2 separate regions of the Capra hircus genome follow, and region 2 is linked to region 1. The links are chromatin contacts, called in public Hi-C maps. All regions are on one chromosome and are shown on one strand. Each heading gives the region's core, a stretch centred on a gene start, on an enhancer-like site or on the middle of the called end of the contact. The rest is flanking DNA. Distances are from core to core; before and after follow the strand shown.

Evidence for each region. A called contact is a pair of places that touch in the nucleus more often than the background predicts.
Region 2: a contact with region 1 is called in a Hi-C map of liver, with 3 times the contacts expected there. The contact joins the enhancer-like site here to the promoter of STIM1 in region 1. A contact is called at or near these places in 3 of 5 Hi-C or Micro-C datasets (blood and liver).

Annotation. Positions count from the first base shown.
Region 1 is chr15:32,115,980-32,119,019 of ARS1.2, forward strand. STIM1 (stromal interaction molecule 1) reads left to right here and starts at 1,492. Exons shown (of 13, transcript XM_018059438.1): 1 at 1,492-2,240. The coding sequence starts at 2,108.
Region 2 is chr15:32,211,220-32,214,259 of ARS1.2, forward strand. The region is part of intron 1 of STIM1 (stromal interaction molecule 1); the gene reads left to right. Among named protein-coding and RNA genes, the nearest start is that of STIM1, 95 kb to the left of the region's middle. Within about 2 kb of position 1,427, at least 2 of the 5 cell types and tissues checked have an H3K27ac peak or open chromatin away from gene starts, as enhancers often do.

The DNA of each region.
Region 1 (3,040 bases), core at 242-2,741:
GAGGAAGGGGGCCATTTTCATGGGAGGCCCTGGAGGGGAAGAGAGTGTTTCAGGTAGAAGCCACAGTAGCTAGGAGGCATGGGAGGTGGCTGAGATTCCATGTGCTTGAGGAACTTAAGACCAGTGTAACCGAAGTTCAATAAGAGAGTGGGAGGGTGGTAGTAGATGACGTCGGAGGTGTATTTTTATATTAACAGCCTAACTCTTAAGCCCGGCAGCTGTTGGGCAAATCCATGTTCCCGATCTTCAGAGGGCTTGCTCAGAACAGGTAGCTGGCTTAGCACTGTCAGGGGAGGGCCGGGGCCTAATCCCTTCTCCTGCCGCCGGTGCCAAGGACAGGGCAGGGCACAGAGCAGGTTTCAGTAAAGATCTGCTGACAGCACACTTGAGAAGAGAACAGGAAGTGCAGGCTCTGTTGAGGGAGGCCCAGACGCTTCTCCCTCTTAATAGGGGCACTCGTTCTCAAGTCGCTAACACCCTCAAGCCACAGACAGAGCTGGGAGAGTGAGATGCAGGGAGGAACCTACACAGGCCCTACCCGCAGAAACCTCAGAGGGGAGGGGGTTGGGGGACGGGTAGGAAAACGGGCTGAGAGAGTTAAGGGAGGGCATCCTACTTAGCTTGGATTGGGGGGGGTAAGTTGGGGGGGAAGGTCAGGAAGGCAGATATGGGGCCCTTTGGCCATTTAGGAATGTGTGGGGCCATTTTACCTATACTGGTTTGGACGCTTCGCTTTGTTTTCTGGCATCATTCCTTCTGAAAACACTAGCAGGCCCCAATGGGCCTCCCCCGGGGCGGGTCCTCGCTCTAATTCCCCAGCTCTCTGCAAAGGGGCAGGGCCTCCCAAGGAGCTCCGATCCCGGCCGCAGAACCTAGCTTTGCCCGCCAGGGGCCGCTGCACAGGGGTGACTAAGCGCGCGGGTTCCTAAGCTGCAGAGAGGCGGGAGCCGATTGGCTGCGGGGCGCGGCGAGAGGGGCGGAGCCTGGGATGCCGGCCGGGAGTAGGGGGCTGGGAACGCGCCCCCGGCTGAACCGGGCCGGGTCGTTGTCTCCTCTGGCAGTACCGGGCGGCAGTCGTAGTGTCCAGGCCCTCTGCCCTGCCCGGCTCTAGAGCTGAGGCGAGTGGGTCGGCACCGAGGCCCGGAGATCCGGGCCAGTGTCATCATCGCCGCCGCCGCCGCAGGCCTGGGTTACCTGAGCGACTTGCGTGTCAGCGCCCGCCAGCCCGTCCGTTTGCGGGCGGTTAGCACGGGAGAGACTAGTGGGCGAAAGGGAGGCTTGGGACCCGACACTTGGCTGGGGAGAGGGATCCTAGCGGAGACTAGCGCGGACCGGGAGAGCCCTCCGGGGTCTGCGGGCGCCGGGTGGCTGCCTACAACAGGTTATTCCGGGATAAACCCAGCGCTGGGGCGGGCCCGGGCTTCGCTGGGGGCCGGGCGGCGCTGGGCGGGCCTGCGGGAGAGCACGCCCCCGCCCGCCCCGGGCCCGCCCCGCGCCTCCCGCCCGCACGCCCGCGAGCCTCTATCCCGGGCCTGGCCCGTGCGCGTCCGCCTGCTGAACCTGGGCACCGCCGGCCGGGGCACGGGACTGGGCGGGATCGCTGACCTCGGCCTTGGAGGCCTGGGATCCCCGAGCCGCCCGCGCCCGCGGGGGCCTCGGAGTCGCACGCCCTCCCCGAACCTGCGCTGCTCGAGGATCCCCGGCGGGGCGAAGCCAGGTGCCCCCTTCTCCTCCTTTCTCTCCCTCCCCCACCGCGAGAGGTCCCGCCCGCTCACCCCCTCCCCAAAGGGTGTAGCCGGCTGCGGAGCGGACAGCGGCTCCGCGGCCGCCTTGTCCAAACTCTCCGGAAGCGGCTCGAGCTGACAGGGCACTCAGGCCGTCGCAGCTCCAGCGGACCCACAGTTGGGCCGGAGACGCCGGCCTTCCTCCCGCTCCCAAACTTGGAGCACTTGACCTTTGGCTGTCGGAGGAGGCAGACTCGCGGGTGGCTGGACAGCTGCGGCACCTCGAGGGCATCTTGCCTGGGGTTCCAAGACCGGGCTCCCAACTTTGCCTCTGAGACCCTGAGGTGTCTCCATCAGGCGCATGTTGACTGAGACCTGGAGTCATGGATGTGTGCGCTCGTCTTGCCCTGTGGCTCGTTTGGGGGCTCCTCCTGCATCACGGCCAGAGCCTCAGCCAAAGCCACAGCGAGAAGGCGACCGGCTCGGGGGCCAATTCTGAGGAGTCCACTGCAGCAGGTAAGGCCTTGCCACGGGCAAGAACTGAGTTGCCCAAGTGGGGAAGTTTGAACAGTCGGTTTCTACACTTGTGATTGATGGAGCACCCAATCATGGCACTGCCAGTTCTTAGGAGTCCAGGGAGTTCTTTCCGTTCAGGAGCTACTGCTGATGTCTTTGTCTCTTGAACAACTTTCTTCATCCCTCCTCAGGATGTCTTTTGTTGGCAGAGAAAGGCGGTTTGCTTCTGGCACACCTTGGCCTTTCAGATCAGCAAGTCAAGACCCTGTCTCAGGATTACTTGCCTGGAATAATGGCCTGGGCAGATGATAAGTCTATTGCTCTTGGCCAGTTTCAGCACTTGGCAGCACAGGGGAGGTTGAGGCTACTTGGACTGGGCAGGGAAAGTCAGGACTGAGCCAGCTTTATTACTCTGTAAGTTAGTGTTGAGGTGTGCCTTGCTATTCCAGTGAGCGTGGGAACCCTATTTCCTCCCTGCCCTTAGGTAATCTGCTGTCTCCTAGCTGTGCCCATCTGAAATATCAAAGCAGTTCCTTAGATGGAATGCTGTTTACCACTAGGGAGTTAAATGGACTTTTCTTGACATAGGCATGATATAATTCCTGGGACCACTTGTTGACTTACTCTGTTTCTTCTGACTGATGATGGTAGGAGTTCTACGATATTTTTGATCTCTCCTGCTTTTTCCTGTGTACTCATGGAGCCTTGTCAAAAAAGTAGGAGCCCTGGTGCTCTGTTGCAGAGAGAGAAAAAAAAAAAAAGCACCTTTAAAATTCAGTTGTTTTACACAAAGCTTAGAA
Region 2 (3,040 bases), core at 177-2,676, 95 kb after region 1:
TCCTGTGTAAATTAAATGGAGCAGTATACGTGGAGAGCTTAGAATAGCACTTGCCATATTAGTAAGCATTCAAAATTGTTATGTGTTGTTACAATAATTACTTAATTCTCCAATCTCTGATTGGAACGCTGGTAGGCCAGAAGCATATCTATTTCCTCATTGTATCCCATAGGATTGGAGCAGCAGACATTTGCTAAGAATTTCTGGAAGGAGAGTTTTTAAGTGTGAATACTGGATTCCCTGGTGGCTAGGCGGTAAAGAATCCACTGGCAATGCAGGAGATGTGGGTTCAATCCCTGGGTCAGGAAGATCCCCTAGAGTGGGAAATGGCAACCCACTCCAGAATTCCTGCCTGGGAATCCCATGGACAGGGAAGCCTGGTGGGCTACAGTCCATGGGGTTGCAAAGAGTTGGACACAACTGAGCAACTAAACAACAACAGCAATTTGATTTGCCATGTGTAATACTAACTGTGACTGTGACTAAGAGACTTGTCTTCTCTCAGCCCTAGTTTCCACATCTGTTAAATGGCAATCATGGTCCTTGTCATGCAGGGCTGATGCGAAGATTGGATATAATGAACTGCCAGCAATTGTGTAAATATAGTTCCTTCCATACCCATGAGCTGTGTAGAATGGGGCCCCAGGAATCTGCCAATTACTATTGTACCCCTTAGTGGCCTGCTGAACCGAGGACTGCTCCTGCAGTGATGTTTTCTGGATATTTTGACTTAGGACAGAAGAAGGAAGCATTACCTTGGGATTTCCCTTAGTGCTTCCAGCCATTTCTGTGTGTTTTCCCTGATTGTTCTCCTCTGGATTCTAAGTTCCTAGAATAGCCAGAATATTTTTCTACCTCTTAGTTTCCCAAAGTCTTAAGCAACCAGACCACTTTTGTTTCGGCTCCTCTAAGCTTACTCTGTTTGGCCCTTGTCATTCTTCATTAGCTGTTAGTATATCCTGCTTATTTTCAGTTTCCTGACACGTTGTATTTTTTTCAAGGCCAAAATAGCACCCAAATCATCTGAGGCAGAGCCCTTTATCTTGCTCACTCTAACTAGTGGGAAGCATAGTGGCCTGTGAGGTAGAAGACCCGAGTTCCAGTGCTGGCTGTGACACAAGTCTAGCTGTGTGACCTTGGGCAAGGCCCTTTCCCTCTCTGGGGCTCAAACTTCATCGTTAAAGTGAAGGATTTGAACCAAGTAAGTGGTTTCTAAGGATCTTTGAATTCTATGGTGTGAGTTTGGTCAAGTCATTTTTCTTTTAGGGGGTAGTCTTAGCTTCCTCATCTGTAAAACTAAGTGGATTAGCCTGAATAATTTATAGTCAATTCTAGGCCTTAGTCTTTTTTTCTTTTTTTTTTCCTGCCTGTATTACTTTCTGGAGCATTTCTGTGACAGTTAACAGCTGTGGACAGGAAACGCTTGAACACTTCTAACTTGGCAAAGATTGCTACTCCCTCTGAACCTCATCCCAGCCCATTTCCTGTGTTTACAGCGTTTGGGTTTTTCGCTTAGTGACAGGCCTGACAGGTCATACTCCAGTTCTGTCTCCATAGCCTGGTGCAGGGTAGACCAAAGTGAGTACTAATTTGGAAGTTGAGAGACAGGATTTCAGTCTCCACTCAGCTGTGTGACCTTAGGCAAATGACCTTGCCTCTTAGGGTTCAATATCTTCCTCTGTAAAACCAGAGAATTTAACTAGTGAGTCTTTCTGGCTCTGATATTATAGGATATGGATACTTGTCTCTTTTTTTAAATTCCCCCTGAAGCACCCTTTGTCTAGCCTGTTTTTCCACATACTCCACCCTGGAAGGGACCCTGGGGAGCTCCCTTCACATTTCCCATGTGAGATAAAATAAGAGTAAGTAAGAAAGTCAAACTGGCATCTCAGGCCCAACTGGCAGCAAAAAGGAGTTGAGGTGGAAGGCTGGTATGACTGAATTGCCTAACAAACCAGCTGTATGGTGGGTAACCAAGTGGGCACCAATATGTATTTATTCTTATTAAGACTCTGTAGATAGATAATATCCTAGTTCCACCCTACTTTCACCATTTATGTGACTTGAGTAGATAATGTAGTGTATCTGGGCCTCAGTTTCCTCATCTTATACTGGGGATAATAAAGGTACCAATTCACAGAATAATAAAAGAGACACCATATGTAGAAGTCGCAGCATAGTTCCTGTCTTGTTCATCCTCCCTTTCTCCCTTAGGTAGTTATAATGTCCTCAATTCTGTTCTTGCGGAAATAGTGATAGGTCTCTCAAGTCCCACTCCAGAGGAGCTAACAGGCCACCTGGGATATAATTCAATTAGGAGCAGAAGAAACCTTATGAGGTGGTGCCTGGCCCAGACTGGGCTCAGTGCTCTGACCTGGAGTGGTTCAGGAAGCTTTCCTGGTGGAGATGGACTTTCCCTGGGCCTTGAAGGGCCAGCAAGCCTTAAACATGAAGAGCTGGAGGGAGAGTAGGGTTAGCTACCCACCTACATTCTCTGTCAAGCCAGTGCTTTGAATAGGTCAGTTTCACATACATCTCTTCCTTCTCCCTTCAGCTAGGTAGTTATTATTCAAGAGATTTAGTTTTAAGTTTTTAAGAGAAAAAAAAAATTTTAAGGCAGTAAGAAGACATAACATTTATCTAGACCAAACTAGTTTTACTTTAATCAGTGGGCAAGGTAAAGTTAGCTTGCATAATTTTAAATACTTAGAACATTGTGGTTTTTATGCCGCATTTTACAGATGAAGAAACAGTGCCTCCAAAAGGTTGAGCAACTTTTTCAGGTCAATGTTAACAAGTTACAATGACAAGTCAAAGGAGTTCTTCATGATAATTGAGTATAATCAAAACCAGGCTAGGAGATATATATAATTTAGCAGTTCTCAGTTCTGTTTATTCACCTAAGTTTTCAGTAATCTGTATTAGTGCTTATTTTTCTGAGATGGGCTTCTTATTCCTGGCTTGCACCCTATATTCACCTCTTACTTTTAGTAGAAATTTCCAATTCTCTAGATCTCCAGTTCTACTGTTGACTTAAATT